6 separate regions of the Mus musculus genome follow, and regions 2, 3, 4, 5 and 6 are each linked to region 1. Evidence: chromatin contacts called from public promoter capture Hi-C data. All regions are on one chromosome and are shown on one strand. The core of a region is the stretch at or near the end of the contact, and the rest is flanking DNA. Distances in the headings are between cores, read along the strand shown.

The links. Promoter capture Hi-C pulls out the DNA fragments that hold promoters and counts their contacts. Capture Hi-C pulls out chosen DNA fragments and counts their contacts.
Region 2: a promoter capture Hi-C map of liver shows a contact between it and region 1, with 3 times the contacts expected there. The contact joins the promoter of Zfyve19 here to the promoter of AV039307 in region 1. A contact is called at or near these places in 3 of 39 promoter capture datasets (liver and pre-B cells), 1 of 484 Hi-C or Micro-C datasets (B cells) and 1 of 9 other capture datasets (liver).
Region 3: a promoter capture Hi-C map of liver shows a contact between it and region 1, with 5 times the contacts expected there. The contact joins the promoter of Oip5os1 here to the promoter of AV039307 in region 1. A contact is called at or near these places in 2 of 39 promoter capture datasets (liver and pre-B cells).
Region 4: a promoter capture Hi-C map of pre-B cells shows a contact between it and region 1, with 2.5 times the contacts expected there. The contact joins the promoter of Rtf1 here to the promoter of AV039307 in region 1. A contact is called at or near these places in 4 of 39 promoter capture datasets (cranial neural crest, liver and pre-B cells) and 3 of 115 datasets of contacts at active chromatin or transcription factors (astrocytes, kidney and pro-B cells).
Region 5: a promoter capture Hi-C map of liver shows a contact between it and region 1, with 3 times the contacts expected there. The contact joins the promoter of Eif3j1 here to the promoter of AV039307 in region 1. A contact is called at or near these places in 3 of 39 promoter capture datasets (liver and pre-B cells).
Region 6: a promoter capture Hi-C map of hippocampal neurons shows a contact between it and region 1, with 3 times the contacts expected there. The contact joins the promoter of Itpka here to the promoter of AV039307 in region 1. A contact is called at or near these places in 3 of 39 promoter capture datasets (hippocampal neurons and liver) and 2 of 115 datasets of contacts at active chromatin or transcription factors (astrocytes and pancreatic cancer cells).

Annotation. Positions count from the first base shown.
Region 1 is chr2:120,848,891-120,852,637 of GRCm38.p6, forward strand. AV039307 (expressed sequence AV039307) reads left to right here and starts at 1,766. Exons shown (of 4, transcript NR_038350.1): 1 at 1,766-1,875. It overlaps Ttbk2 (tau tubulin kinase 2), which reads right to left and starts at 1,528. Exons shown (of 16, transcript NM_001024856.2): 1 at 1,166-1,528.
Region 2 is chr2:119,207,020-119,210,766 of GRCm38.p6, forward strand. Zfyve19 (zinc finger, FYVE domain containing 19) reads left to right here and starts at 1,701. Exons shown (of 11, transcript NM_028054.3): 1 at 1,701-2,164; 2 at 3,463-3,584. The coding sequence starts at 2,111. It overlaps Dnajc17 (DnaJ heat shock protein family (Hsp40) member C17), which reads right to left and starts at 1,776. Exons shown (of 11, transcript NM_139139.2): 1 at 1,669-1,776. The coding sequence starts at 1,746.
Region 3 is chr2:119,592,615-119,596,361 of GRCm38.p6, forward strand. Oip5os1 (Opa interacting protein 5, opposite strand 1) reads left to right here and starts at 1,682. Exons shown (of 3, transcript NR_027832.1): 1 at 1,682-1,820; 2 at 3,645-3,728.
Region 4 is chr2:119,673,375-119,677,121 of GRCm38.p6, forward strand. Rtf1 (RTF1, Paf1/RNA polymerase II complex component) reads left to right here and starts at 1,694. Exons shown (of 18, transcript NM_030112.2): 1 at 1,694-1,906. The coding sequence starts at 1,694.
Region 5 is chr2:122,026,672-122,030,418 of GRCm38.p6, forward strand. It overlaps Eif3j1 (eukaryotic translation initiation factor 3, subunit J1), which reads left to right and starts at 1,909. Exons shown (of 8, transcript NM_144545.4): 1 at 1,909-2,053; 2 at 2,137-2,240. The coding sequence starts at 2,002.
Region 6 is chr2:119,740,589-119,744,335 of GRCm38.p6, forward strand. Itpka (inositol 1,4,5-trisphosphate 3-kinase A) reads left to right here and starts at 1,749. Exons shown (of 7, transcript NM_146125.2): 1 at 1,749-2,273. The coding sequence starts at 1,791. It overlaps Gm25857 (a small nucleolar RNA gene), which reads right to left and starts at 368; the gene lies at 240-368.

The DNA.
Region 1 (3,747 bases), core at 516-3,015:
AATATAAGCTTCTGCGTTAAAGAGTTCTTTCATTATGCTTTAATTTTTAATAGATCATAATCCTCATCAGGATAGATTCTCCAAGATGGCATACTGTTATATCTGTCACCATTGCAGCTTCTTTAAAATCGCAACATAAAAAGTAAAAAGTATTCAACCCACTCAATACTTTTTAAAAAATCCTCATTTTTTTTACTCCTTAAATGAATGTTATTCTAGTCCACTTTGCTGAAAGAAAACAGATACATCTTTGCAGTCTATCCTGGCAAGTCCATGTTTAATGTCACTGCAACTATTAATGGCTCAAAACCAAACACTGAAACAAAACACAGCCTGAATCCTCCTTGTATTTGAGAGTTTGAGTCCATTCACAATACACTCTCTCACACACATTCAATTCTACTAAATAACATCTTCCCATCATATACAGGTTAAAATAGAATTGTCTTCTTTAAATGTTAAAGGACAGCTTCCAAAGCTAGGGGAGAGAAGCCTATCAACTTTAATCCAAAGCAAAGTACAACTCAATGTCATTTTTACCTCTAAGGCAGCGCCACAACTGAAACAAAATGAACTTCATTTAAGGATCAGGTATCCTAGCATCCCCATGATTATTTACTTCTCTGACTCGACAGTGCGTATATGTAGGCTCTTTTGTCCCTCTTTTGGCATCCCCGCGTATCAACAGCATCATCTTTGTCAAAGCAAATCCCTCTGGTCATTACTTCAATACTACAAAGTCCCGGCCTTCCTTGTTACCACACAAATGAGATTCGGTAGTCCCGTCACTCTTCCATTACAGTGGGAAAAGCAAGATAGAATGAAACGCTCATAATTTCAAAAGACTCCTCTCTGCTCGGTCCTGGTAGCCAGAAGAGTCATGAGTACAAGTGATATATGGGTCACCCACAGAAACAGACGAAGCAGCTTCATGAACCTCCAAGTTCAGGGAAGGCACCCAAAGCCTCCGGGGAAATGGGGCAGAACCAGAAAGATCTGTGGGATGAGGATCAATTTGGGTCTGGCGTCGCCTCAGGGCGTGGGCATAAGAAACCCAGGGGTCTCGGGCAGTCTCCCCTCCACGCCTCGGTTGAGCTGAACGAGGGATGAGGCGGGCGCAGGGAAGCTTCTTGGAGACGCCCTGGGGCTCGGGGGTGTGTCCTACCTGGGCCGCGGCGGACGCAGGATCTCTGACGGAGGACGAGGGTCTAGCTCAGGGTCCGCACCGGCAGGAGTCACCGCTCAGCAGGCGGGCCCGCCACCGCCTGCCCATCCCCCGCCGCCCACTGCGGCGGGACCGGAGCGCGGCTTAGACGGCCGGCGGTCCCTTCGGATGCCGTCCGCGTCTAAAGGCGGCGGCAGCGGCTGCGGGTATTGCTGCGGATTGTCCCGGGCCGCTGCTCTCGTGCCAGCCCCTGCTCCTCCTCCTCCTCCTGCCGCCGCCGCCTCCTCGTCCCTACCGCTCCCATCGCCGCTGCGGCGACTACTGCAGCGCCCGCTGACCCGGCCCGACGTTACTCTCCCCCCCGCAAGCCGCACAGCCTAGCCCACCCGCCCTGCCAGCGCGCACCGCCCACCTCTCCGCCGCGGGTGCTGATTGGAGAGCACGTTCCCAGCCTGTGGCGTCGGTTGGCTAGTCCCATTGCCTATCAGGAAGGGGGCGGAGAATTGGGCCGAGAGTGTCTCCGCCCCCCACCGGAGAATTGCCGCTATCTTCAGGTTTGCCTGAGAGGGCGAGTTACCGGGAAAGGAGCATCACAATGACAGTGCGCGTGTGCTTGGGAATTCTGGGACTCGTAGTTCCAGCCTCCGCTGCAACGGCCGGCCTGTCCTGAGGAGAGATGTAAGGCGCAGTGCTTCTGAGAGCCGACTTCAGTAGGTGTTCTCCTAGCTCAGCGTGCTTATGGCCACAGAGTTGGGCCCTTTGGAAGAAAATTGGTAATGCTTTGTCACTGAGGCGGTCGCGTCGAGAATCGTGAGGCCGGGTCATTGCTTAAGGTCTACTCGCCTGCTCAGACCTAGAGCTGCCAGGATCTGGGAAATGGGCGCTGTCCCCTAACCTAAGCTGCTAACTAGGGCCGGGAAACCCGAAGGTATTGGGAGAAAAGAAAGGAGTTACAAAGATGTCAGCCTGGCGAGGGAGTGCCCATTCACAACCCACGAAAAAAGATTTCATTGGCTTTTTGATAAAGACAATGAACAACTTTCATGTGGACCAGTCTGGGACTCTAAGCTTGGAGTTTGCAGGAGTGGCTCAAGACACACAAAGACTAACTATGAAGGGTGGGACACCGAGGCTGTATGGGAGACGTATTTCATGTTGAATGTGCCAAGCTCTTTGGTGAAAAAAAACAAAACAAAACCTAAGAGTAAGTCCCTCTTCTTTCTTTACTATCCATTATATAGACATTAAAAATTAAGAATAAACTTTACCAAGATCACAAAACTGATGTCAAAACCAAACTGCGGACCTATTCCATATTGTATGCCCAACGTTCTTTTTTCCTTAACAATTGCAATGACTGCCACGAGTTTGCCAGGAACAGAGAGGATGCAATGGTATGAATTGTAAAGGTTCACTTTTTGTTTTTGTTTTTGTTTTTGTTTTTGTTTTTCGAGACAAGGTTTCTCTGTATATCCCTGGCTGTCCTGGAACTCACTCTGTAGACCAGGCTGGCCTCGAACTCAGAAATCTGCCTGCCTCTGCTTCCCGAGTGCTGGGATTAAAGGCGTGCGCCACCACACCCGGCTCAAAGGTTCACTTTTACTTTCAAATATTTTCTTAGGTGACAAAAGTGTTCTTACTGTTAAGGAACTACCATCCTCTTTATATTCCTTTACAAGCAGGAGACATCCTTACTGCCTGTCATGTGCAGACTCTTGGACAGAAACCAAAACAAAAGACAACTGATGGTGAGGTCATCTTGTTCTATTCAAACATGAAGGCGTTGCCAGATTGTTTTGTTTCTATTGATGAAAGTTGGAAAATGCTTTTTTCCCCCATTATTCAATACAGACATGTGCTACAAAAACAGGTAGAATTTAAAAATTAGGTTAAGATACAAATGGGTTTCATTGTGGAATCTTCATTGTTTTCTTTTAAAGATAGGCTGTAGCCCCCATGAAGCCCTGAATAGCCTCAGTTTTTTGATCTTCCTGCCTCAGTCTTGGGCATGCTGCAATTACAGCTTCCAGCTGGCATCTTGACAATCACCTTGTAAAATAAGCCAAGCCGGAATCAGCTAGCTAAGCCATTCCCCACATTCAGCCCCACAAAAATATGATACAATAAATGTTTAAGGTTTAATCTGCAGTATCAAAAATAAATGTTTACTATTATCTTCAACACTGGTTGATTGTGTGGCGATAACTACTAATACAGAAAGATTTGGGAAAATAGGCAGTGATGGTGCACACCTTTAGTCCCAGCACTCAGGAGACAGAGGCAGGCGTTTCTCTGTGAGTTTGAGGTCACCCTGGTCTACAGAGAGAGTTCCAGGACAACCAGGGCTACACAGAGAAACCCTGCTTTAAAATAAAAAAAGAAAAGAAAAGAGATTTGGGGAAATAAAGGTGAAATAGAAGACTGACTCAGGTGTGCGGATACTCTGGATACATGAAGGAACAAAACTCAGACTTAAGAAAAATCTTACAAAGTAGTCAGTAAGATTCAGTTTTATACCAGGTAGACTTCATATAAGACATAATTCACTTTACAATAGTTATTTTCCCCTTTGCTCCAGCATG
Region 2 (3,747 bases), core at 451-2,950, 1.6 Mb before region 1:
TAGAAAGAGGAGGAGGTGGTGGAGGAAGAAGAGGAGGAGAAGGAGGAAGAAGCAGCAGGTGGTGGTGGTGAGGATTATGATTTGGGGTTGGAGAGCTGGCCCAGTCTGTAATGTGCCTGTTCTGTAAGCAGAGGATTTGAATTTGGATCCTAAGCATTCAGGTAAAAAGCCTGGATCCCAAAAGCAGGGCACGGGGCATCCTAACATTTGGGAGGCAGATTTATCGCTGTGAGTTCGGAAAAACTAGCCTGATCTACATAGAAAGTTCCAAGACAGCCAGGGCTACATCAACTTTTCTTCGAGAGAGAGAGAGAGAGAGAGAGAGAGAGAGAGAGAGAGAGAGAGAGAGAGAGAGAGAGAGAGAGAGAGAGAGCGAGAGAGAGAGCCGGGCATTGGTGGCGCACACCTTTAATCCCAGCACTTGGGAGGCAGAGGCAGGTGGATTTCTGAGTTCCAGGTCAGCCTGGTCTACAGAGTGAGTTCCAGGACAGCCAGGGCTGCAAAGAGAAAGCCTGTGCTTTACGAGTATTTATTTCTACATCCATTTTTGACTTCAGCCAAATCTTCAGGAAGCTTTCTGAGCAGGATGACCACAACTTTACTGAAGAATCCAATCACCCTGATTTTCTGCCCCAGAGCACTCTTTCTGACACTCAAGCATTGGACAAGCAGTCCAGAAGTATAAGAGCATTGATAAGATCTCTTGCTGGGCGGTGGTGGTGCATGCCTTTAATCCCAGTACTGGGGAGGCAGAGGCAGGCGGATTTCTGAGTTCGAGGCCAGCCTGGTCTATAAAGTGAGTTCCAGGACTGCCAGGGCTATACAGAGAAACCCTGTCTCGAAAAAATAAATAAATAAAAAGGATCTCTTCCCCCCCCCCACCTTAAACACGTTAAGACAGCTGACCTTAAACTCCACAAGAAACTGAAGTTGACCTTAAATTCCTGATTCTCCTCCCTCCAGCGCCCAAGTGCATTACAGGCTTGGATCACTATGCCCAGCCCGGTGGGCATTACTTTTTATCCAATGAACTCCCCTGCGTGTACTGTCACTATTGCCACCACAATCTAAGAGTAAATAACAGAAACCTTAAGTACAGCACTTGAGATAAGTGGACCCCCACACCACCTGCTTTAACCTTCTGATCCTCTTGTTTAACCCGCTAAGCAGCACGCACTGACAACATTGGAACATCTGATACTTAAAAAGAGGAAAAGAAAACTGAGGCCTCTAGGTTCTAGGCCTCAACGTCAAATCCAGAAAAAGAAGAGGGGCTGAGGGGAGGAGTTAGAGCCTAGAGACTTTTCTTCCTAGGATCCCCCTGAAGTTAAAACAGACTAAAACCAAACACCTCCAGACAGACAGGTAAAACGTTCAGCGTACAAACTGATGCTGCGCAGGCGCAAAAAAGCAGGCCTGGGCTCTCAGGTTCAACCGGCCTCCAAACAGTGTGGCAGAAGGGACAGCACGGTCACACAGTTCAGAGTTCTCAATGCCTCCCTCCCTAACCCAGTCCTCAAGCCTTTCAGGAAGTGCCCGGAGGCCCCCTTTTTAGTCATTGGCCGTCCCTCGCTCCGGGTCCAGGATAGGGCGGAGCATAGAAAGCCGGAGCCAGGCGCGCGCCCTGACGCGAGGACCGAAGAACTGCTTTGCCTATCAAGTTCTCACCTCTTTGTCTGCCGCCTTCTCCTCAATGCCGAGCAGCGCGTACAGATCCATTTGTAAGAGCTCTTTGGTCACCGCCATGGTTCTAGTCCAAACTTGAATTGATACTACAACTCCCAGGAGTCTGAGCGTGTGCGTGGGCGCGGGGCTTACTCGCTCCGAGCCGGCCCAAAAGCGCGCTAAGCCTCCTGGGATGATGCCTTCCGATTCTCGTCTGACTGGCTGTGGAGGAGCGCGCTGCGGAGAATGAACTACGACTCCCAGCATGCCCCACTCCGCTGCCGCCCCGCCTTGGTGAGTGCAAAGTCAGAATTCTCCGCGCTGGGCCGCCCCTGGACAGCGCCGATGGGCGTGTGGGACTGGGCTGCACAACCTGAGGGTCTGAGAGGCCTACCCTGCGCTGGTGAGAGGCTAACCTACCAATTCTGCAGCGCCGAGAACTGCTATGGAGAGCAGGTGCTACGGCTGTGCTGTCAAGTTCACCCTCTTCAAGAAGGAGGCGAGTGTACTCCCAGAAAGCCGAAGGGCCAAGGGAGGACGCGGGGCGAAGGGAAGGGAGTTGCAGGCTAAAGACCGTTTGACGGCTTCTTTTCAGTTGTGTGGTTTTGATGAAGTAACCCGGTTAACCTCTCTGTAAAGTGGGTCGGATGCCCACCCGTTTCCGGGTTAAGATGATGGTCTGATGAGGTTCAGTGAGGTAAAAGCACTTCCTGCAAATCCCGATGACCTTAGTTCGAACCCCAGGACCCACATGGTGGAAGGAGAGAACTCCTGAAAGTTATTCTCTGATCTCCACACACATGCCATGATATGCATATGTCTGCACGCATACACTCACAAAGAAATAATGTAAATTAAGAAAATGTAAAGTAGCTTCGGTGAGGTGCTGTAGCTGAAAAGACCCTAGAAATTGTAAAGTTTCCAAAAGCTACACTTTTTTTTTAAATCTCCACCTACATTCTATCCACTCCCCTTCTCTCCATCTCTGTCTTTAAAGTCATCCCATGCATGCCGGTTGCTCTCTGTTCTGAAACCTGCCCCGTCCACAGCTTGCCCTTTTCTCCCCAGGGCACAATGAAAAAGCCTTCTTCTCAACCACATTCCCCTTGTGAGCTGCAAGGGAAGTAAATGGGACGAATTCATGGTGTATAGGATTGGAGCACTTACATATCAATTTTGGTGTCAGAGTTCAAATTTCAGCTGCCCTGTCTTATTCAAAGAATGATCTAATTGAACGGTCATGTAATTTCACTGGCCCCTGTTAAAATAGAGATAATACTGGTGGGCATCAGGATCAAATATGATGACGTATGTAAGTGATGATGGTTATAACAAATGATGAATTTTAAGGTGCAGGCTTAGTGCCTGGCACACACTAAGTACTTAATAATTGAAGCTATTGTTACAACCCTATCCTGAGGCGAACCTCCCACCATCTCTACCAGAACAGAGAAAGCACGGGATCTGCACCCAACTCTGATTCTTTTTGTTGACAAGCCAGGGACCTGACACACTGGGCCTTGTTTGTCTTTGCACTACACCCCCATGGTAAGAAATTGAAAATGGTAGAAAGCATGTGAATTTTGCCTGAAGTTTTATCTAATTTGAATAAGACTCCGGAAACAAGGAATTGCTGAACCCATCTCGGCCAGAACCCTAGGGATACCACTCTTCCTCCTTCCTTCAAAATCTGGTCACAACTTCACTTCCTTCTTTCTGTGAGTGCTTAGAGGGTCTCAGAGAAGAGCCATCGGGGCTGGGTGAGACATGCTTCCTCCTGCTTCCTGTTTCTTATAGTATGGCTGTAAGAATTGTGGCCGAGCCTTCTGTAACGGCTGTCTTAGCTTCAGCGCTCTGGTACCCCGGGCTGGCAACACACAACAGAAAGTCTGCAAGCAGTGCCACACAATCCTGACCAGGTGAGAGATGGGCTCTGACAAGGGTTCAGACAGACATGACAATAAGCATCTGGTCAGGCCTTGTGGCCTTGTGCGCCCTGGCCAGAGGTCTGCCTGGGAAGTATTTGGGGTAGAAATTACCAATGGGAAGGAGGGCAGGACTTCTGACACCATTGTCCTCTGA
Region 3 (3,747 bases), core at 432-2,931, 1.3 Mb before region 1:
ATGTACATGCATAATCACAGGCAAAATAATTTACATAAATTTAATCTAAAAATATATCAAATCAAAATACATGAAAAAAATGGATATGGGTGTATTAAACAGATATAGCTCTGATAAGTGCTTGTCTAATATGCATGCAGTCTGAGTTTTCACTACATGTGAGCACACACACATACACCTCAGGCAGGAGAATTCCTCACCTATACCCCATATAAATAGGAAAGACATAGCACCATGGTTTGATGGTAACAGCCCTGCAGTGTCACCTGAACCCCTGCTTAAGTGAGTTGAGGAGGGACAAGACTGTTTCTGCTGGTTCTTTGGGCAGCCCTTCGGCTTAGCCCAGGCCTCATTGCTTGATATCGCTCCTTTGGATTACTGTTGTCTGTGCATCTGTCTGTCCCTACTCAGTCCTGCACCTCACCATATTCCTCCGTTGACACTCACCTGGACCCCTCAGCTAGCTTCAATACTCTGTGTCTTTCTAAATGAGTTCATCAATATCTAACTGTGGTGACTTTTCCCATTTATATCAGCTCTGTCTGGATGTAGTAAAACCTCACTGAACACAGAGGTTTGTGTAATCCTTTGCAGGCCTTCTGTAGTCTAAGTATATACAGATATACAGTGTGCCTATTCATACACAGAGACATACGGTGCAGTGATGTGTGATCTGATAGTAGCTAACACTCAAAGAACCTGTCTTTGGATGGAGGACATTGTTGCTCACTTGAGATTCAGGACATAACCAGTGTGGTAATTCTGTTACATTGCAATTTGAGGCCAGCCTGGGATACACAAGGTCTCTGTCACCAGCCCAGCTATAAAGGGAAATCAAGGCTGATGGCCAGTTGCAGCCAATAAATCAATGTAGCTTGTGAATTTATTATTATTCAATAGGTTCTAACATTCTAATAATAATAACGAATAATGTAATTATTATTATTATTATTATTTTATTAGCCAATAGATTCAATAGACAACTGTGTTTTGTCTTTGTATGGCATAGCATCCTTATCACAGAGGGAAGCATAGAAATTTGGATTTAATAAATGGCCTAGTGATAACCCCGTCATTTAGGAAGCACTGCTTATCCAGAAGAACGTGTGTCATCACCTGGAAGAGTCACACTATTGCCTTCACTACCTCTCCTGGAAATACCGCTAAAGGATCTCTAAATCCTACAACTGGAACAAACAACAAATGCAGTTTAACATTTTCTCAGGCAGCGGGCAGGCCCTTTTAAGGTGAGGAAAACTACGCTACTGTATTGACCTTTAAACAGCAGGCAACATTCTCTCAAGTGGGTCAAAGTCAGAAGAACTGACACCATGAAATTGTTCCTCTGGGTGTAGTGTTAGTCCGGGTATAAAAATCCTTTAGCCAAGAGAGGAATTACTAGTAACAGTATATTTTTACAGTAACGATAATTTAAAATAGTCATTTGGCCTTGTAGTGCTATCTTACTAAAAAGTGAGACTGCCTCCGTGCGGAATGTTTTTCCTCAAGTGAATTACAACAACCCTTTTCCTCCTTAACTTCAACTGGAGCACTAAGCTCCAACAACAAAAAATAGAACCAGAGAGAGGGATTGATTGAAGTACTTCCCAGCCAATCCGCGATGGAAAAAGAGCGCGCGAGCAAGGTGCTGTCCAATCATCACTCGGAGGCGGGGCGGAGCCTTTCGCGCCTCCGCCCCTGGGTTGGCGGACAGGGGAAGGAGCGAAGATGGCGGAGTGAGGCGTGCCCCGGGCAGCTGGCCTGCGGGCCCGGGGCAGGCCTCCCGTGAGAAGCGGAGTACTTGTGCTGGACCGTGTGAGGTGAGCTGAGAAGTCCGTCTGTCTATCGGGAGACGAGCAGCCGGTGGGGCGGCACAACTCGGGACGGGGTAGCGGCGAGCCTAATGAGGGAGCCGGCGAGGCCTGGGCCTGACAGGGCTTTGCATTCGCAGCCGCGTCCGGTCGGCTCCGCCGCCTCCGGGTATGTGGCCGCGTCCTTCCCTTACCAGCGCTCCACGCCCTTCCTTGCGCCCTTCGCTTTGGCCGCTGCGTGCTTTGCCCTGGTTCTCTGAGTTGCACGTACGCCGGCCGTATCGGGAAGCCGCTGTGTGCACCTCCCTTTTATTTTTCTAAGACTATCTCTGTATTGTTTGACCCTTTACCGAAGGCGTCACCGGTTGAGGTTGACAGGCCTGTTGCAGCTCTGGGCATTTTGTGTCCCTGGCGCGTTGACCTTGAGATTTGCTGTAAGAGGCTCCCTCTGGTATTTTCATTTGAGTATGTGTATTACAGATAGACTCTTGCAGCCTTTACCTCATACTCGCCCCTGCCAAACTTTTATGACCGTAGTAAGCAGCTTTGTCCTTGGACGTCCTGATAATGCCCTTATGGCGCATTAGTTTCGGCAAACGGGTCTCAGTGGAATTCACCTATGTTGATTTCTTACCCAGGATCAAGGGAAACGGCTTACGATGCTTTTCTTTTCGTTTTTTTAGAACTATAGTTCTGGAAGTACTGCTGGAATCTCATTTGTGTAGTTGGTGTACACTGGTGACAGTGTAGTACTAACAAGATATTTATATTTGATTCTTATTTAATTTTATCTCTTTGTAATTGGGAGCCCCCTTACTTTTATTGGTATTCAGCTAAATTCTCGGAAAGTCTTTGCTTCTGAATTCTGGATCGGGGAGACATTTGCTGCGTGTGTTGGTGCTCAGGGCCAGAAATTTACATCTATCAAAACCTTGTTTCAGAAATAAACTGGCATATTAGTGAGAGCCAGTTCAAATGGAAAAATCATAATGTGAGTGAATGTTTGTGATAGATTATATGGTTTTTGTTAGCCCTAGACTTAGCAGAGCTGAAGCAGGAAGCACTTGCTTAGGGGGTGAAAAAAAAACCAAAAAACAAAACCCCTCCCCTTTAGCACAAGTAGTTTTTCTTTTTAATATGATCCACAAGTAGAAAAAAATAGGTATGAGCCAGAGGAAGGGAATATAACATCCTTCCTCATCTTAAAAAAGAGAAAGTCGTTTGCTTTCCACTAAAAGACAGCTCTACATTACGGGAGGTTTTCTGCGGAGTTACAGTTTCTCGCCCCTCCAGAGAGACTACAGTATCATATACAGTATCATAAACTCAGAGTTGCATAAAGCTTCAGAACTTCTCCAAAAATGTTATTGTTTAAACACTAATTCCACTAGAGGTGTACAGAAAGTGACATTATGATTATTCCTTTAGAATACTTATGAGAGTGAATTTTTTTAGAATAGATTGGTTGGAATATCTTTGTATACTTAATACCTGTAGTATCAGTAAAGGATATGTAGATCCTTGCTTTGGTTTGAATGAAGATGCCCCCATAGGCTCGTATGTTTGAATACTTGGGCCACAGTAGGTGGAACTTTTTGGAAAGAATTAGGAGGTCTAGGCTTGTTAAAGGTGTGTTTCACTGGCGTCAGGCTTTGAGGGTTCAAAGACTCAGAGCCAGCCCTGCTAGGTCTCCCTCTGCCTCCTGCTTGCTGTTAGAGATGTGAGTGTAAAAAAATGTTTTCTTTTTTTTAAGAATTACCTTGGACATAGTGTTTTATCACAGTGATAAAAAAGAAGCCAAGACACTTATCTTTATGTTCTTTTTATTTTTAGGAACCATATCACACAAGATGAATATTTTCCTGACCTTAGGTGCTTTTATATTCAGCTCAACATTCTGAACTCAGGACTTGGCACGTAAGTAGATAGAGATAAT
Region 4 (3,747 bases), core at 444-2,943, 1.2 Mb before region 1:
TGCTATGTAGTCTAAGCGACTGTTAATATGTTATTCTTCTGCCTCAGACTGATGAGTTCTTCTGGGGCTGTTACTATTTTGAGGCATGAACATTTGTTATTGCTTTTTTTTTTTCCTTTGGTTTTCTGAGACAAGGTTTCTCTGTGTAGCCCTGGCTGTCTTGGAACTCACTCTGTAGACCAGCTGGCTTTGCCTCCCAAGTGCTGGGATTACAGGCATGTGCCACCACTACCCGGCTATTGTTGCTTTTAATGATGAATATTAAACCTAGAGCCTTACATATGCTTGTAAGCACTACTACTGAGCTATATCCAATACTTTATTTCTTCTTATTCCTCCTCCTCCTTCACCTTCTTCTTCCTCCTCTTGCATTTCAAGACAGGATTTCTACGTACAACAGCTCTTGCTGTTCTGAAACTTGATTTGTAGACAGGCTGGCCTGGAATGCAGAGATCTGCCCACCTCTGCCTTTCAAGTCCTGAGATTAAAGGCATGGGCCACCATTGCCTGGTATTTATTTATATATTGATTGATCGACTAAGACAGGGTCTTAGCCTTGGACTCATTATGCAGACTTAGGCAGGCCTTGAACTTGTGTTCCTTATGTTCTTCCTGTCTTAACCTTCCAAGTATCTAAAAATATGGGTTTATAATTACCACACCTGGCAAGGGATGTGATGTGTACTGTAGTTGAGCTGAGAAAAATAACTTAGAGAGTCAAAGTGGGATAGTAAGAAAGCAAGACCTCATCAACTTAGTCGAGAAAGATTTGAATTCTAAAGTTGTCTATCAGAATGAGTGAACCAGTGCGTTCTAAGACTTGAGAACAACTTCAAATTGTAACTGTTAATACTCCCTAATATAAACCCTGCTGCACATAAATAATATATAAAAATGCATTCCCAGCGTTGACCTTTTTGTCAGATGACTTCAAATTCAACGACATAAAACATTTCCTATACAGCCCTCTTCCCTTCCAAACCTCTGTCATATTTTCTTGACAAAGCTCACACTCATCTTCCTAAATCAGAATCTGAAACCTCTGCCTCCTCTGCGCCCCAACTAGCAAATAATTCAGAACCCATCTATTTCTCTATTCTCATTCTCTTCCAGTGTTGAAGTCACTGTCGTTCCTTACCAAAGACCCAGGACACTCAAGCGAGTTTGAAACTACTTAGCATAGCTCATTAAATTACTGCTTTCTTCCCGGGCCACCTCTCTGCTCATCCCACACCCCGACACCTGGTCCTTCCCTACAATGAATCTGAGTTCTCCGATTATCGCTGGAATAGTCTTCCCTAGTTTTTGGGTCGCATTTAGGCTGTCACTAATAACAGCCCAGGCAGGCGGACTCTGGCTCCTCCACCCAAGCTCTCAGCAATTTCCAGGGGCTGTCGACTATGCGGGTGGTCCCTGAGGCCGCATTCCAGGGCTGGAGATGGATGAGTTTCCTCAGAGTGGACCCTGGTCCGGAGGCTCAAATTCGCTTCAAGTAGGGAACTCCTGGGCAGCCTACAACTCCAACACTGCAGAAGCTTCCGGACAGCTAGATCAGGGAGCGTTGGTCCGGAACCCTCGGGCGCGTGGCTCCGCCCCTCGCGCTGCGTCGGAGGTGGGGCGGGGCGGGGCGCCAGGCGCCGGCGAACGGCGTGCGCCAGGCGGGGGGCGGGGCTAGGGGCGGAGCGGAGCGCGCATGCGCGGTCGCCTTTGTGTGGGTCGAGCGGCGGCGGTGGCGGCGGCGGTGGCGGCGGCGGCAGTGGCGGTCCCACTGGCAGGCGGGCAAGAGGGGAGTCAGGGCGGCGTCCGGCGTGGAAGCCGGGGGACCACCATGGTAAAGAAGCGGAAAGGCCGTGTCGTGATCGACTCGGATACGGAAGACAGCGGCAGTGACGAGAACCTGGATCAGGTGAGGGCAGGCCGCGGAGGCGCGGGCCGGCAGAGCGGGAGGGCTCAGTCCTGGCCACGGGAGCTGGGAGTCGCCCGGCCCGAGCGCCCGGCCAGCCTGGTGTCCGTCCCGCTACTGTAGTCCCTTCCTGTCTCCCCGCTGAATCTTAGGCCCTTGGAGCCCGGGCCAGGCCTGGAGACAGAGCCCCGAGGACTTGGCGCCTTGGGCCGGGAGGCGGGGCAGGGAATTGGGCTGATGGGCCTCGGGGTTTGGGGTACTGAAGGGGGCCGCTGTCTGCTTGGGCCGGATCGGGACGTCATGACTGCAGGCAGGGAGATTCGGGCTGGGCGAGATAGGAAGTATCGCCCGCCAACCCCAATGGCTGAGAGATTTTGGAGGAGGTGCAAGGGTGAGCATGGGGCGGTGGGAGGGAAAATTTGTCTAGAAGGTGTGGACTCTGGAAGGTGAAGTTTTTCAGACCAGGCATGTGGACATAGGAGAGACACCCATACATGTCCCGAAGAGCTTTCGTGGTGCTTGGGGTGGGGGGGAGACTATGATCATTTACGGTCGAAATGGGTTCTCGTTGGGATGTCTGACAAAAAACTCTTTGGAGGAGGAGAGAGGGCAGATAACTGGAAGTTTGAATTGTAGGGCAGCAGAGAGAGACTGTGTTCCAAGCGCTCAGCCTCTTTTATGCAGCAGCATAGAATTCTTTTTCACTTGAAGATCTGAGAAGTACTGAAAGTAACTTGTGGCTTTAGCGTCTTGGAGTACCCGGCATTGCTTCTGTACTTTAAAAAAACACTGCAGGGAGGAAGCTGTTTGTGTAGTAGTACTCTGATGGTATCAGGAGATGATTTCCTCCATGTTTCATGAGTAAATGACATAAAGGAAGGGTAGGAAGCTTTATAAATGGAGTAGATTGAGTACTAAACTCAGAATCTGTAATTCTGATTCCTAATTTCTTTCTAGCCATTTACCTTTGGTTTCCACTGTAAAATGGACATATAATATCAGCCTCATGTATTGAATTGGACAGTTGCATAAAACAAATGTTTATAATAAAAAATGTTGGTATAAACTACAAAGTATTTGTATAAAAGGCTTCTTGGGAGTCCTTAGTAATAGACTAGAGGTCTCAGGTTTAATTAGGACTTGAAAAGGGAGGGCTTGCCTGGTCTACAAAATGAGTCCAGGACAGAGAAACCCTGTCTCAAACAAACACCTCAAAAACAAAAGAAAGAAAAGGGAGGGCTCTTATGAGGGAAGAACTTGTAAGGTTTAAAGAACAAGATGCGCACACACACATTACCTTTTGACACAGGATCTCAAACTATAGCCTGGTCTATCATTGAATTAAACCAGTTCTCCTACCTTGTCCTCTTAAGTACAGGGGGTTACAGACATGGGTCACCACACCTGCCTTAAGAAAGGAATAAAAAAGAGAGAGAAAGAAAGAGAGAAAGTAATGGATACCTTTAAAAAGGTGGCAGGGAAGTAGGAAAGTAATGGGGCTAGTAGAAGGACTAAGGACAGGGACCCCTGTATAGGGATAGGAATTAAGTGAATAAATTGAAGGCATGTTCATTGAAAGACTCCTAAAAATCTACTAAAATATGTCTTGCTATCTATAAAAGTTTTGTTGATAAGTTTTTAGACTGGTAGAAACATTAGAGTCTCTATCGTACCCCCTCCCCTCTGTTTGCTGGTCTGTGGAGTGTAGATGTGAAGTGCTCAATTTACATTGTCACATTTTCAAGTCATGGTCAGTTGACCTTATTTTTTCCACTTTACATTTACAAGAAAACAAGATTAAAGAAGTTAAAGCAATTCACTAGTAAGTAGTAAAATTGGAATTT
Region 5 (3,747 bases), core at 659-3,158, 1.2 Mb after region 1:
GTTGAGGTTTTTCTAAAAACAAAGTCATTAAAGATATTTTATCTGGAAGGAAGCAATGTTATTTACTATTTATTCAGACAGGTTGGGACAGATCCTGGATGCATAAGTCTTCCTTCCTAGGGTCTTGTCTTAATTTGGATTCACGACTGGATCAACATGTATTACAATGCTTTACTCAATTTATTGATTTAAACATTAGTCACATCTAACATTCACAGCGATTAGACTGGTATTTGACTAAAAGCTAGGGGACATAGGTACCACAGTCTAGTCAAGCTGATAAATAGAATTAGCCATTCTGTTGCCTTTGACCTTAAAATAGTTTTCAGACTGGTTCCTTCCTCTCCATTGTCACTGGCTTAATTTGGGCTTGAGTTATCCTTGCAGAATTAATTCATTCGAGTTGGAAATCGCATAGCTCAGTGGTAATGCAAGGAAGGCAGAGGCTCTTGGTTTTATCCTATACTTATGTACTAGGTACTTTGTAAAATCATAAATGGATTTTTTTTTTTTTTTTTTTTGGTTTTTTGAGACAGGACTTCTCTGTGTAGCCCTGGCTGTCCTGGCACTCTGTAGACCAGGCTGGCCACCACGTGTGCCACCACGCTGGGCGGATGCTTTCTTTTATAGAGCGTCATCTCTCATTTTAATAATGCTGTCGAACAGCTGAGCGTGGTGGCGCACGCCTTTAATCCCAGCTCTCGGGAGGCAGAGGCAGGCTGATTTCTGAGTTTGAGGCCAGCTTGGTCTACTGAGTGAGTTCCAGGACAGCCAGGGCTACACAGAGAAATCCTGTCTCGAAAACAAACAAACAAACAAACAAACACAAAAAAATTGCGGTAGAACATTTCTTGAAAGACCACCTTATAAAATGTTTACTTGTAGACGAAAAATACACAAGAAACGGAAAGTACTAAGAATGGCTGATGTGTGTCTGTTTTTTTTAAAGACTTAAAACCTAAGCTCATGCCTTTAATCCCAGCACCTGGGAGCCAGCCTGGTTCACAGAGCGAGTTCCAGGACAGCCCAGGCTACAGAGAGAAACTTGTCTTAAAAACAAAGCAAAACAAAACAAAAAACTTTAAAAACAATGAATATATTGGAAAATCAGACAATATCTAAACTAGCTCCTTCCTTCTTAATGTCCTTACTGGGAAGCCCTGTGCCAAGGGGGAGAGAATTTTGCTCCTTTTAGGTTCTTTTTATCAGTTTACCTGTTAGAATGCACTCAGATGAGCACCACAAGCCTTCTCTCTACCAGAAATGCACCGGAGCACAAGTCACTTGGTTTCTCAAACTCCAGCTTCACCAGTGCCTACCGCGGGCAGAAAACTGAAACTTCCGTCGTCGTTAATGCTACCTTTTTAACATCTAACCTCATAATGCTTCTTTTTGTTGCAGCCACTGCACTGTGTCGAAATCTGTTTACATAACTATTTTGCTACTGTGTTGAGGACAAACTAGAATAAGCCTGGGACGGACCACGGAACTCCGAAATGTTTTCGCCAAAACAATCACCGTGCAGGACTTCGGGTGATCACCGGAAGGGAGAACCAGGGAGACTTGGAGTATACTTCCATCTCCGTGCCCGAATGCTAGGAGGCCACGGGATATCTGCCCTGTCCACTTCCTCCTCGCTGCTCGCCTGCTGCCGGCTCACGATCAGCCAGCACTAGAAGACCCACTCGCTAGCCGAGCACCGCCCGACTCACGCGTGCGCACTTCCTTTCTCTTCTCGCGGGGGGTGGGGGATGAGGGGGTGAGGGGTGTGGCTTGGGGGGACCAGGCTGGTCCGCGTCTCCCAGCCCAGCGTCGCCCCACCCCGCCCGCCCCGCCCCTGCCGCGCGCGTCGCCCGTGGGGCGGAGCCTCTGCCGGGCGCCCAGTCAGCCACTGTCCCAGCCTGCCCTGCGCGGGCCAACGAGAGCCAGCCCAGTGACTCACCTCTGCCGCGCTAACTCTTCGCAGCTCTTCCCATCGCACACGCTCACCCCCGGTTCGAGATGGCGGCGGCGGCGGCGGCGGCAGCGGCGGCGGGGGACTCAGACTCTTGGGGTGAGCAGAAGTTCCGGCCCAAATGCGGGCTGTGGCGGCCCCGCTCCCACGCGGGTACTAACGCGACTCGCTCTCTTCCGTAGACGCGGACACGTTCTCTATGGAGGACCCGGTGCGGAAGGTCGCGGGCGGCGGCACGGCCGGCGGGGACCGCTGGGAAGGCGAGGACGAGGACGAGGACGTGAAGGTAGGTTCGGGCCCGGGAGCCAGGCTACGCCCGTGGGCGCCGGCTGCGGGCGGGGAGATCGGGCCCCCGGGGCGCCGCCCGGGCCTGCGGGCCGTGGGTCCCGCGTGAGCTTCGGCCCGGAGGTTCCCTCGGCTGGACGGCCATGTGGGCAGCAAGGCGGCAGCTTGTCCGGCCGGACTCTGCGGAGGGTGGTGACCGCCTGGGCCCCAGCCCTTCACCGAGGGTCGGCTCTCTGGCCTGGAACCTAACTGGAGACGAGAAGTGACAGCAGCAGTCCGGTCGGCCCACGTGCTATCTTCGCAGTCCAGAACCTCTCACCGAAACTAGGCGAACAGATCGGGAACTCGGTTTCAGTGTTTGTCCCATATGGAAAGTCGTGGATCCGCTTTTCCTAGTTCGGCTCTCCCATGTGTCAGTAACTTAGGTATGATTGTGAAGGCCGGTAGCTCGTTTGAGCGATTAGATGGAGAAAATACATTGAATTTTCTAAACTAGAATTGGAGTAGTAAAACAACTTTTAGCTCTCCCTTCCCCCACCCTGTGGTAAGAAGGATGAACTGAGAGCACTGAGATAACCATCGGGTTAGTGGACAGAACTGTGAACTCTGAAAAACAGAGCTAACAGTTATTCATCTACACAGGGACAGACAGGCTTAGAAAAAAACCCCAAAGAGTTGGTGGTTGTGGTAGACCAGGGGCCAGTGGTTTGTTTGTTTTTTTTTTTTTTTGTATTGTAAATTCGAGTCCTATTCACCTTTATTGTTCTTAAAAACTCTCACGGGCTCATCTTACAGCTTTAGATATACTGTTTGGATTTTTCATTTTTACTCTGAACTTTGCTGAAGTGTATGTCTACTTTACCAGACAGCCTGAATTTGAGGAATGAAGTGATCTTTGTGTACATTGAAGTTAATAATGAAGTTAATAATAGTGCTGTTGACTGGCTACTTACGTGCTTTCTTTATCTATTGTATGTATACACTTGGGCATGGTTTGTTACCGACCTTATATTATCCTATCACGGCAGATTTTCAGTTTTGACTTTTCACTTTTCCTAGGAAGTAGAAGTTAGGACATCTTATAAAGTTAAAGAAGTTAAAGTTGGGCTGGAGAGATGGCTCAGCGATTAAGAGCACTGACTGCTCTTCTGAAGGTCCTGAGTTCAAATCCCAGTAACCACTAGCCACCCATCTGTAATGAAATCTGATGCCCTCCTACAGTGTACTTATATGTAATAATAAATAAGTCTTGGGAAAAAAAAAAAGTCAAGAGATGGGAGTAAGTTTAAAACAAAACAGGGGACAGTGGGGGGAAAGTAAAGGAGGCGGGAATAAATGCCAAAAGGTTGTTTAAAGCTTTCAGTAATGATGCCATGTAGTATCTACCTGGGGTTATGGAATGTAAATGGTGTCATTCCTGATGTTTATAATTCGTATCACTTAACAGTGGTTGTGGACCTTCCTGGTGCTGTGAACTTTTAGCTTGTATTTAACATGTTGTGGTGACC
Region 6 (3,747 bases), core at 499-2,998, 1.1 Mb before region 1:
CTGTCAGGTCCCAGTCTACCCTCTGAGATTCCCTGCTACAAGCTGGCATAGCTCTGGGCTCAAACACTCAGACATGCACACCTCTGCCCCAGAAAACGTTTCCAGGAGTCCATGCTGTTTCTTCACTTCTCCAAGGAGGAAGCAAGTGTTCAGACTGTGGTTTCCTTTCTCTTTTGCTTTCATTCCTCCCACACACCTCCTCCTCCTCCTCCTTTTTTTTTTTTTTTTTTAATTCCAAAATCTATACAGAAGCTGAGTGGCAGCTGCAGGCACTGTGATGACCTGGGCTGTCAAAGCCTCCCCATTACTCTGGCATGCAGTTGGAGATCCCATGGCTACAAGCAGCCACCGCCCCTGGAAACACCCCCCCCCAACTTCTCCCTTTATCAGTCAGTCATCTAGAGATCTTCTCTCTTTGCGAAAGGTTCTCCTCCTCCCTCTTAACTTCTGGCTGAAGAGAGAAAAGGCAAGTCTCATACTTAACCCTGGGCTTGCCCCAGCAATCCCAGGGTTGTTGTTCTAGGTGTTCCATGACAGGACCCTCAATTCTTTTAGGGGAAGGCAGACAAGTCTGGCTTCTGCTCACAGTAGCCTTGAAGTTCAGCTGAGCACCTGCAAGCAGAGGCCAGAGACCCATTCAGAGATGACAAGAAGGATTTCCAGTGTCTGAACTTCTACATCGGTGTTCTCTTTTCAGTATGCAGCCATAACTCTAGGCCGTGTGAAGTTTTTCTTCTGTTTACAGATAGGGAGATGGATAGAAGGAGTGAGCCAAGATAGGGTGGCCCGAGACACTGGCTGTCTATTACAACACTAAAAAACACTCGCATTTTTGGAGCACCAAGACTTTTTCGTTCCTTTCATGCTGGGCATGGAATCCAGTTCTAGTCGCGTACTACGCAAGTGCTCTACCGCTGAGCTACGCACTCAACACCCATCTCTAAAATTTTACTCTCAGAGCAACCCTGCAGCTCCGCGACGAAGGAGATTCAGCAGTTCAGAGAGGCGAAAGGACTCCTTTTGAAACCACAAAGCTCCAAAGGGGCAGGAGGGGGAGGAGGAGAAGAAACAGCTAGTGGGGGGCTGGAGAGGGGCGGTGGAAATGCAGGCCACCACCGGCTGTGATACTTGGAGAGAGTCAGACTCCGCCTCTTGACCTTGTTCTCTGCCCGCTGGGAAGTGGAGAGCTTCGAGGGGTGGGGGTGGGGAGCAGTCTCAGCTCGACCCTGGCCACAGACTCTAGTTGGGCACACTCCTTGAGGTGTGGCTTCCTTGGGTGGCTGACGGCCTTGAACTCCGAATTAAGGGGCCCAGGCCAGAGAAAAGCCCCAGAGACTCAAAAGACTTTGACCAGGAAGGTTGGAACACGGAAAGGAGCCCGAGGAAGCGAGTGAAAGAATGGGCACAGCTTCTTCCTGTGCAGATTAAGACCTCTGGTTCCCATTGAAGGAATCCCTCAAAAGCCGCGGGAGGGCACTGGGCTCAGGTGCGGGGCAGGTCCCTTCTGCCACCTTGAGGGCAGGTCTAGAGATAAGGCGGGGGCCGGACCTGGGACTTCCACGTTACACTCGGGACACTGCAAGCCTCCTGCAGCAGCGAGGGCCCCCGGAGGCCCGCGCTTTCTCAGAAAGTGAAAGGAGTGGGCGGGGGGCGCGGCCGGGGCGGGGCGCGGCCGGGCGGGCGTTGCCGAGGCTCCGCCCCGGGGCAGTCCCAAGCCCGGGGCGCTGAGCGTCTACAGTCCCCGCCGCGCCGCGGGCTGGTGGGCTCGGCTGCGGCTCCGGTGCCGGGAGATGACCCTGCCCGGGCGCCCGACGGGCATGGCGCGGCCACGGGGCGCGGGGCCCTGCAGCCCCGGGCTGGAGAGGGCTCCGCGCCGGAGCGTCGGGGAGCTGCGCCTGCTCTTCGAAGCGCGCTGCGCCGCAGTCGCCGCTGCAGCAGCCGCAGGGGAGCCCCGGGCCCGCGGGGCCAAGCGGCGTGGGGGACAAGTGCCCAACGGGCTCCCGCGTGCTGCCCCTGCCCCGGTGATCCCTCAGCTCACTGTGACAAGCGAGGAGGATGTGACCCCGGCCAGCCCAGGGCCGCCAGACCAGGAGGGGAACTGGCTCCCAGCTGCGGGGTCGCACCTGCAGCAGCCACGCCGCCTCTCCACCTCGTCCCTCTCCTCCACCGGCTCCTCGTCGCTGCTCGAGGACTCGGAGGACGATCTGCTGAGCGACAGTGAGAGCAGGAGCCGCGGCAACGTGCAGCTGGAAACCAGCGAGGACGTGGGGCAGGTACGGGCCGCGGGGGCGGGGCCAGCGGGGGCTGCGCGCCGGGGACTCCGCTCTCTGCTCTGCTCTGACCGGCTTGCGTTCCCCGCCGAGAGCCCAAGCGGGGGACAGGGGGCATGGGGGCGGAGAGGGAGCCCAGGACGACCTCTCGCCTTGGTTCTTTTTCGGGGGCTAGGCAGGCGATGGTAACTGAGTGCCTGGGCGTCTAAAGGAGGTTGAGGAGTACGCGACCCACGGAGCGGGAGCCGGCGGGTCGGCTGGCGTACCTGGGTAACTGTCAGGTAGGGCTGGAGAGATCAGAGCGGGGTAGCCTTGCCCCGGGAGCCCTGAGAGAAAAAGGGGCGCGTGAGCTTTTCCCTCTCCTCCCCCTCTCGGTGCCGCGGCCCCACCCCCGCCGTTGCCACGGTTTCCCTCTCTTGAGTGGGAGTGGAGCGGAGCTCCTGGCTCTGCTCCGGAGCCGCTGCCGTCTGCTCCCCGCGCGCGCACGAGGCGTGGATGCGGGAAGGGAGGGGCGCAGGGCTAGAACCGAGCGGAACCAAGATCCACCTGCTGCGTCCCCCCTCCTCGCCCTGGCCTACTGCTCCTAAGTGTCCTGGGAAAGGTAAACTGAGGCTGACAAGAGCTTGCTAGTCTCTGTATGGCAATGTGAATGTTCCCGGGCCAATTTAACCGGCAGCTATCACCAGCCAGTGTGAGGTGAAGTCATTATTCGTGGTATGGCCCTCCTTGACTGGAGGTTGAACTCAGGGCCTCAAACACAGTAGGCAAGCACAACCACCACTGAGCTACATCCTAGCCCTCTTTTCTTGACACTAAATTGCCAAGTTACAGTGAAACACAGTCTATAGCCTATTCGGGCCTTGAACCTGCGATCCTCTTGTGTCAGTAATCTCCCTTGTTTTAACCATGGCCAGATAACTAAACTAACTGCCTGTGGACTGTGCAGCGTTGCTCTAGATGCATTTTACGCAAGCGTTCCTCGAGTGGAAAGAGAGAGAGAAAAAAACCGGGAACGCCCCGCTCTGCCCTGAAGGCCGCGTCCTGGCGACTTCGAGAGTAAGACGCGCGCCCAGGTTGCCTAGACACCTTGAGAAGAGCGCCGAGGTGTGGCCTGGGCCTTCTGGAACCTGGCATCCCTGCACACTAGGATTGGACCGAGGGAGGCAGTGTAACGACTCGAAGTGGCACTGTGACTCAGAGACTTGCAATACAAAAGAGAAAAGAGGGTGGGGGACTCACAGCAAGGATGTCGTCCCCCCACTTCCCGTCATCAGGTGTAGGTGCGGGGGCTCAGTCACGAGTCCTCTGTGCCTTTCGTCCTGACACCGTACGATCCGGTACGGTGGTCGTTCTTGGGGCGACTCTAGACTAGGTACTGAGGCGAATGTCGCCGAGGCCGAGGCTTCCCCAATACTGTGACTTGTGAGCAGTGGGAGGACCTCTGAAGAACCTGTACCGTAGATCTGCCACTCCCCTG